2 separate regions of the Mus musculus genome follow, and region 2 is linked to region 1. The links are chromatin contacts, called in public Hi-C maps. All regions are on one chromosome and are shown on one strand. The core of a region is the stretch at or near the end of the contact, and the rest is flanking DNA. Distances in the headings are between cores, read along the strand shown. Region 1 overlaps Ccdc33 (coiled-coil domain containing 33). Region 2 holds the start of Islr2 (immunoglobulin superfamily containing leucine-rich repeat 2).

What was found. A called contact is a pair of places that touch in the nucleus more often than the background predicts.
Region 2: a Hi-C map of the N1E-115 cell line shows a contact between it and region 1, with 5 times the contacts expected there. The contact joins the promoter of Islr2 here to the enhancer-like site in region 1. A contact is called at or near these places in 18 of 39 promoter capture datasets (the C10 cell line, the HPC-7 cell line, the SN4741 cell line and 14 more), 2 of 15 datasets of contacts at CTCF or cohesin (the NIH/3T3 cell line and large pre-B cells), 27 of 484 Hi-C or Micro-C datasets (the 3T3-L1 cell line, the G1E-ER4 cell line, the HPC-7 cell line and 17 more), 23 of 115 datasets of contacts at active chromatin or transcription factors (the SCID.adh cell line, SST interneurons, bone marrow-derived macrophages and 15 more) and 4 of 9 other capture datasets (adipose tissue, embryonic stem cells, liver and 1 more).

The regions. Positions count from the first base shown.
Region 1 is chr9:58,068,772-58,072,642 of GRCm38.p6, forward strand. Ccdc33 (coiled-coil domain containing 33) reads right to left here. Exons shown (of 20, transcript NM_001166282.1): 9 at 1,066-1,195; 10 at 318-451. It also overlaps a transcript of Stra6 not described here. Among named protein-coding and RNA genes, the nearest start is that of Gm16130, 38 kb to the left of the region's middle. Within about 2 kb of position 2,375, at least 2 of the 459 cell types and tissues checked have an H3K27ac peak or open chromatin away from gene starts, as enhancers often do. A contact at or near this core is called in the N1E-115 cell line, where this site is marked.
Region 2 is chr9:58,200,221-58,204,115 of GRCm38.p6, forward strand. Islr2 (immunoglobulin superfamily containing leucine-rich repeat 2) reads right to left here and starts at 2,065. Exons shown (of 3, transcript NM_177193.5): 1 at 1,732-2,065; 2 at 1,060-1,152. It also overlaps the pseudogene 1600029O15Rik.

The DNA.
Region 1 (3,871 bases), core at 1,125-3,624:
GCTAAGACTCGTCTTTGGCTCCTCACACTTGCAGGCTTCCTTGTTGGGTGCCCTGATAGAGGCTGCTAAGAAGCTACATTTACCCGGATGGTGGTGGCGCACGCCTTGTATCCTAGCATTTGGGAAGCAGAAGCAGTCTGATATCTAAGTTCAAGGCCAGCTTGGTCTACAGAGCAAGTTCCAGGACAGCCAGGGCTACACAGAGAAACCCTATCTAAACAACCCCCCCAAAAGCCATATTCCCTTCTACAGGTGCAGCCATGGAGGTAGGGGTGGGATGGGGCCGTGTGGGGGACCAGCTAACAGTAGGCACTTACGATGATGGGAAGCCGCTCCACTTGCAGCCCTTGCAAGTGTTTTCCTGTCAACATCTTGTGGTATAGACGAGATTTCAGTGGTAACACCGATACACCCAGGGGCTGGTTGAGGGCCCATGGCTCACTGCTTTGCACTGTGTGAGGAAAGGCCAAATCAGGTCCTGTCAGTGACTACCCGTTACACTGCCCCGGCTTCTTAGATGGGTTTTTAGGTATTTCCCAGACTCTATCCTTGGTTATGGACACATAGCTCTCTGGGTCCCCAATGACTCTACTTCCCTACCTCCTGTTTCCCTTACACACACACACACACACACACACACACACACACACACACACACACACACTGCCTATTTGGTTCTTCAGAGATTTATCAGCTCAGCATGAGCTCTAAGCAGATTCTATATCCATTGGTAGTTTTCTGGATTGCCCTGTCTCTGTCCTCTGAGTGAGTGTGTGCCTCAGTTTAGACTATGGGATTGGAACTTGAGATCAGCTACTTCTTCTGCCGTATACTCCTGTGTATACTCTCTCCTCACTGAGGGACACTTATGCTATCCAGGTAAGGATTGGCCTGAGAGTCCTGGCCTATGCTCTGCAGCTACCCTAGGGACTGCCTGCACTGGGGGCTTCCTGGCTCCTGGAGGCCCAAACGCAGTCCTTGCAGGAGACAGAGGCAGGTAGCCCAAACATCCCTTCACCGGACTCTCTTGATGAACTTTGTCCTGATGGGATACTGGATACTTACTTGAGGCAGAGGGGTAGTACTCCAGCACCAGGGCTGTGTTCTCTGAGAAACTGGTGGCCCCATCTCGGGCTTGGAAGAGGAAGGACTGGTTCCACAAGGGCTGCTCTGGGGGTCCCCCAGGCTTGGACAGCTGGAAGAGTGAGAACAGATGTGGGTTATACCTTCCTTCAGATTCGGTTGTACATGTGTCTCTTACTTGCCCCAAGTGTTTGTCTCAGTTATCAAAAGTGAAAAATAAATAAGTAAATAAGTAAATAAATAAATAAATACTAGGATAACTACTAAATTCTTACGTTAAGACAACCACTCAGTACTGTGTTCTCATTTTTTCTGTATATATTTTATATGTATAATTATCATTCTGTCCTTTCCCACTTACAGTCAAAGCCTAAGCATACCCAGAGTCTCAAGAAAATCTCATTACTCATGACCTTAGTAACTTCAAGATACTCTGTGTTTGGTGGCATTGACCTATAATCCCAGCACGTGAGAGGTAGAGGCAGGAGGATTAGGAGTTCTAGGATAACTTGGGCCATATAAAGAGTTGGAAGACAACCTCAGCTATGTCAAGAGATCTAGTCCAGCCTGGGTTGTATAAAACCCAAACCAGAACCCACCTAGCATTCTCTAGATGATGCTTTGTCCTGTTCAACTGCCCTGAGTTGTCCTCTTCAAGTTCTTAATTTGTGTGTGTGTGTAGGCATGTGAGTATGTGCACGCATGCACATGAGTGTAGCACGTGTGTACATGTGTGTGCCTGTAAATGTGTGCGCATATGTGTGTGCATGAGTGTGCATGTGTGTGCATGTATGTGTGTATGTGTGTGTGCATACAAGCACACCTGAGCCACATTACATATGCAGAGGTCAAAGAACAACTTGCATGAGTTAGCTCTCTCCTCCCATCACGTGTTAGGGTTTGGGTAATCAAACTCAGATTGTTAGGGTTGGCAGCAGGTGTCTTAACCCTCAGAGACATTTTGCTGTCCCATTAAAAAGATTTTTTTTTTAAATCTATGACAACATCGAGCTGGATGCTCTTCGACACATCCCTCTGCATCCCAGACTATTTTCTAAGCACAAATACCCGAGGTAACTGTTCAGTTAAAGAATTCCCATGCTCTAGGGTACATGCTAGATGTGTGCACTGTTTTCATACTCAGCCTCTTTCTGTTCCATGCATGCTCCTCCAGCCCCATTCAGAAGGCCACACGGGGCTTCAGATTTCAGACCCTGCGTTTATCTGGCTTTACTGTCAGGCAGCAGATGGGCACATGCATGGAGAAGGCTTGGAAGACAAAATGTGAGAGTACTGACTAATCCCAGAGGAGGCTGGAAGGTGTGGCAAAGTGAAAAAGGAGGAAGGGGCTTCTGGAGGAAGAATGAAAACAAGTAACAAAGTGTGGGGGTGACGCGGAGCTCAGCATGTGTGAAGGACCCTGGAGGCCGGAACTCATGGGAAAGCACAGAGCCCACATAAATAGGAAGGTGGGAGAACAGCCTGTAACTCTCTTGCATAGAGCCCTGCAGGGCCTCAGTGGGGCTGCCTGCTCCCAGTAGAGCCCTGCTGGGAGGAAGAGATGCTGAGCCAGGGGCTGTCAGCAACAGTGGCAGTGCTCCTACCTTTTGCTTCCTCGAGGGGATTAATAATCATGGGAAAAGGTCAACACAAGCACTCCAGGAGTTACTGATGCTAGGTGGAGGGATATCAGTACTACTTCTGATGGGACAGAGCTCTCATGTCTGTCATACTAACGGGCTGCTCTGGTCCTCGGGAGTCTTGTCCGAGGCTGAGCTGATAATCTTTCCCTGTCCCCAAGGAGACGGTTTGTGATGAACACAGGGACAGATGTTCCTGAACACTAGACAGTGGCTGGAGTCATGGGCACATCCCTAAGATGTCATGGTGGAAGTTGGCTGGTCAGCAGCCTAGGCCACAGAGGCCAGCCGTAAGCTCTGTGGGACCTGGTATTGATTTCTCAGAATTGATTCATACACTGTGACACCCCCCCCCCCCAGAGTCATTCCCTTCTCCTGGGTATCAGAAGAAGGTAGCCACATTGCCTAGGTTAGCTGCCAGGCCCTGGGGCCCTCAGGGGGGAGGGACTGTGACTCAGTTTCCTGCTGCCTCATTTATTGTCCCTATCCTGAGAAAGGGTTCTTTAATGGATGCTAGCTGTCTGCTTTGGGACTTATTAACAGATCTAAATGGATTCTACACGGCAAGAGGTGGTAAGTGGTTGCCTGCCCAGGGAGGGACAGTCCTTTCCCTGAATGGGTTCCCAGGGTAAGTCTCCCAGGAGAAATCCCTTCATACCTAGAATTGGGGGAGGGTGAATCATACTCATATCTTCTCTCTCCCTCTCCCTCTCCCCGTTACCACCCCTCTCAAAACACACACACACACACACACACACACACACACACACACACACACGAGCGCACGTAGGACTCAGGGCTAAATAACAATTTGTTTTCAGAGCTTTGTGAAAGTAAAGGTGCTATTGGCTGGTCCTTACGCTGTGCAGGGGTAAGGGGGTGGGGTGGGCATAGGGTAGACATGGCCCGAAGATGCTAATGGGAAAGGCTATGGTGGGTTTCAGAATTAAGGAATATGATTAACCCTCAGCTGTGATCTTCAGAAAAGCCATTAACCCTCTGCCATTGAGGCAGACCTGCCTTCCCTGGAGACAGAGCCTTCATTCTGTGGACCCTTGTCCCTTGTCCTCCTCCTATTTCTTCTGAAGCTACACTCACTCTTACCTCAGCCACTGCAGTCTGTTATGCCCAGGCACAGTAGAGTCACT
Region 2 (3,895 bases), core at 815-3,314, 130 kb after region 1:
CTGGAACTGCCCCCTCCAAAGCTTGTGGTCTGCAATGGGCCCCATACAGACCCTTCTTTCTCTATCTTCATTTAATTCAGTGAAATGGAGATGCAGAAAGATGTTCGTTCATGACTAACTGTCTTCTTCGGAATCCTTTGTCCCACGCATAGCACTCGCACACACTTCCTCACAAGCAACAACAGCGCAAACAAAAACTCAGGCATCTCCCTGCTGCATCCCACTACAAGGCAGCGAGACTCTGTTAGGAGGTTCACAATGAGTTATATAGACACAAAAATACGGGCAACCCAAACATCTACACAATATACCCTGGGGACCTCATTGTTCTCCCAACTCAATGCAGCTTTACCACAGTGTTCTCCACCAGGAAGCAAAGCACTTTCCTGTGTACAGTGAGAAGGGACAGGCACAGGGACACAAGTCCTCATGTGAACCAGCCACACTCAGAGACATAGGTGCCACACTGCCCTACTCTGAGACCGAACCCCTAGCCGATGCAACATGGAGAACTTGTGAGGTGTGGTGTGGGGGATCTAGGCAGCCTCCACCCACTTTGCCTTCTCACCTCCCTGCCCTGGGCTGCAGCTCCCCTCAGGAAGTCACAACTGCTCAACCATGCTTTCCTCTGAGAAGAAAATCCTACCCCCTGACTAGAGCAGGCATGTTGTGGAAACAGTCAATAAAGCTTCCTCTTTGGATTCACAGAGCCCAGGCGAATCCCTCTGCCCACAGGTTTTTAGGGAACAGTCTCTAGCTAATAAGCCTGGAGACAGTCCAAGGTTCTATACTTCCCTCTAGAGCCTTAAGACGCCTGAGTGCATCCCCTGTCTCTAGACATACAAATATATTAACACAGACTCCCTGCCCCAACTTGAGGGTCCTGTCAGTCTTGGAAGACCCTCTCCTACACCCTGTCTCTGAGATTAGCGGGTCCCTTCTTGCTTTTGCTCCTAAAGGAGGCACCTCCCTTCCCTGTTCCTCCCAGACAGCCACCCAACCCTGACTAGGCTGGATCGACCCTGTGGACTGAGGTTGTGGGGCCCTTCCACTGCTTACCTGCTGCTCTCTGACTTGCAGTGTGATGCTGTGGGGCTGCGAGCCGGTCTCCAGACTCAGGTGACAGTCTAAGGGAGCTTCTGGCATCTGTTGCTGTGGCGGTGGGGAGAAAGGGGGAGTGCATTGAAAGAACTCCCCTTGGCCCCAAAGTCCTACTTCAATTTTTTTCTTTCCTTATCTGTTCGCCCTACTTCTCCAGGATTGCAGGTTTGAGAGCGGTCGCGCGCCCCCGTGCTCGGCGGGAACGCGCACAGTCTCCCACCTCGTGCTGCGTTTACATTTGTTAAAGCCATAGAGATCCTCTACTCACCTCAGGCTGAGACCTGTCGGTCTCAAGGGGCTCCATACGCCCATAGCCCAAGGCTCCGCCCTTTCCAGCCCACCGTACCCCTAGCACCCATTTTCTACTTCTCCCCACATTTACACATTCGATGACATTGTCACTATTCCTCCTTATGTCTCCAAACCCCTCCCCAACACACACACACACACACACACACACACACACACATCTTCACATGACTTTCACAGGTTAGAACTACTCGTCAACATGTAATAATCGCGTCAACGCGCTAAGTTCTCCCTACTTTCACACACATTTTCACAAGCACACCTTCACTCAAACACTCACCGTTCTCTTTTGCGCGCACACAAATATCCACGCTCACTCACCCTCACGCGCCCGTCCCGCCAGCGCCCGCGAGCTTCGCTTCTAATTGAATGCGAGCCGTTCTACGCCCCGCAACACGTGAGACAAACCATCTTTGAGGAATTTGGGAGAAAGAAAAGCATAGGACTGGAGGGGCGTGTCTTTGCCTTTAAACACTTTTTTCCCCCCTCTCCAAAGCAAGCAGTGGCGCAGAAAGACCTCCAGTGGGACCTGCTGAACTGCGCTGCCTGGCTCTCCCGGACCCTTTTCCTCCTGCCGCCTGCTAGCCTCCCCCTCCCCGAAGCTTCGTTCAACACGATGCATAATTGATAGTGTTAGCAGAACGCCTCACCCTCTCTGTCATATTTTGCCTGGATCTGGGCAGATACAAATCCTGGTTCCCCTCCACCCCCAATCACCGCCAGACTAATTCGCCAGATTAGTAGGCGCAGCCCTGCAGGGTGCGCGGAGAGGAGACGCCCACCTCCCCAGCCCATCGCAGACCCTGCTCAGCCTCTTGAGCCTGAACTCCACGCTCAGGTCTTTTGTGGCAAAACCAGCGCGTGCACTCCACTGCCCGTGGGCTACCTAGTGCTCACAGTGGAGTGGGTGTCTTCTGAGCTCCTAAAACATTAGGTTGAACTCACCCAAGTGTCTCACTCTGCCCTTGCTTGCTGCGGGCTAACAGGACACCAAGGTTGCCCACTAATAGTGGCTACAGGGACCAGGATAGTTACAAAAACCGTTTGCTCCTCTTGAGTGCTGTGGACTAGGGACTTACAACCCCTGAGCATTTCCTGCACCACCACCCCGCTCCTCAGTATCCTCTCAGCATCTCTAGCAAGCTGGCCATCAACCCCTGCATGCTCGCACCCCCCCCACACACACACACACTGTGAAAGCCTAGGCAGCAGCCACCGCCCTGCCATCTCACACCCTCATGTAACAGCTGGCCTCAGCAGACTCGGGACTCGCTGTTCTCTTTGGCAAACCCTGGACATTTCTTTTAGCGATGAGCAGGAGAATTTCAAGGGATGTCTAGGGATTTGACTAAAATGCATCATCTCACTCCCCCGCCTATGGCATCCCAGGAGACAGAGCTGCTAGCCAGAACTGGTAAGGGGGCATAGATTTTGAGAGATGTGTAGAGAGTCCCCTCCTTCTCTTTCATATACACTGTAATACTGGGGTGCTGGGGTCTCCCAGCCCTCATCAGAGTCAGTCTTCTGTCTTGGTTGGATGGCAGTGTGTTTGGGGCCTCTGCAGAGATCAATACCCCGATTTGAGTGTTAAGCATTTTAATGAGCTAGGGAGGGGGGCGCAGAGAGATGCAGGAAGAACGCTGCATCTAAAGGGACCACCCGGCAGGGTTTCTGAGGCTCCTTTGTAAATTAAATATGAACACACTGGTGTGTGCTCACTTTGGTCCCTCCCTCTTTCCTACTCCTGGCTACGGGCTGATGGGACCCCCACAAACTCAGCCAAGTTCGGAATCTAGAACTTCACACCTGCTCGGGCCTGGAAACCCCACAGACCGAACCAGGAGAGGGTGCTTGAGCGATCCAGGGAAGATGTCTTTGAGAAGGGAGAGGAGATGAGAACTCTGACTCCTCCCTGCCTGGAATCCTGTACGTCTGAGGCCGTCCAGCACAAGGCTCTAACCTGGGACAAGGCCTCAGAGATTTGGAATAGCCGCCCGATACCGACTTCTTTGTCTGCAAAGTAAGAGGAATGTCTGTCGTATTGTTCATGTTCTAGCAACCTTGAGGGGGTGGGGGGTGCCTCGCACCAGAAGAGGGTGTGGCAGCAGAGGGACGTTCTGCTGTTCTTAGTGTTCTGGGATGGAGAATCCTGAGGACTTTCCTGGTGGGGGAGAGAAAGACGCAAGGCGTGGGCGTTCCTCCGCCAGTGAACATCCACTCATCCGATTTTTACTTCTAGTCAGCTCTCTTTTTTTGAGTTTGGAGGGACGCAAGCCTGCAGAGGGATAACTTAGGAGGAGCGAAGGGCCGAGGGCTGGAAGGAAGAATGGGCTCATGAGCTCTCTCGATCGCACGGACGTGCAGGAGTGTCTGGGGTAAGCTCTCCCAACTCTGGCTTTCTTCCCTAAAGAGGTTGAAACCAGGGGACTCCCTGTAGAGAGGGCGGTTCCAGCGTCTACAGAATAGTTTAAGGGCGTGGCGACCA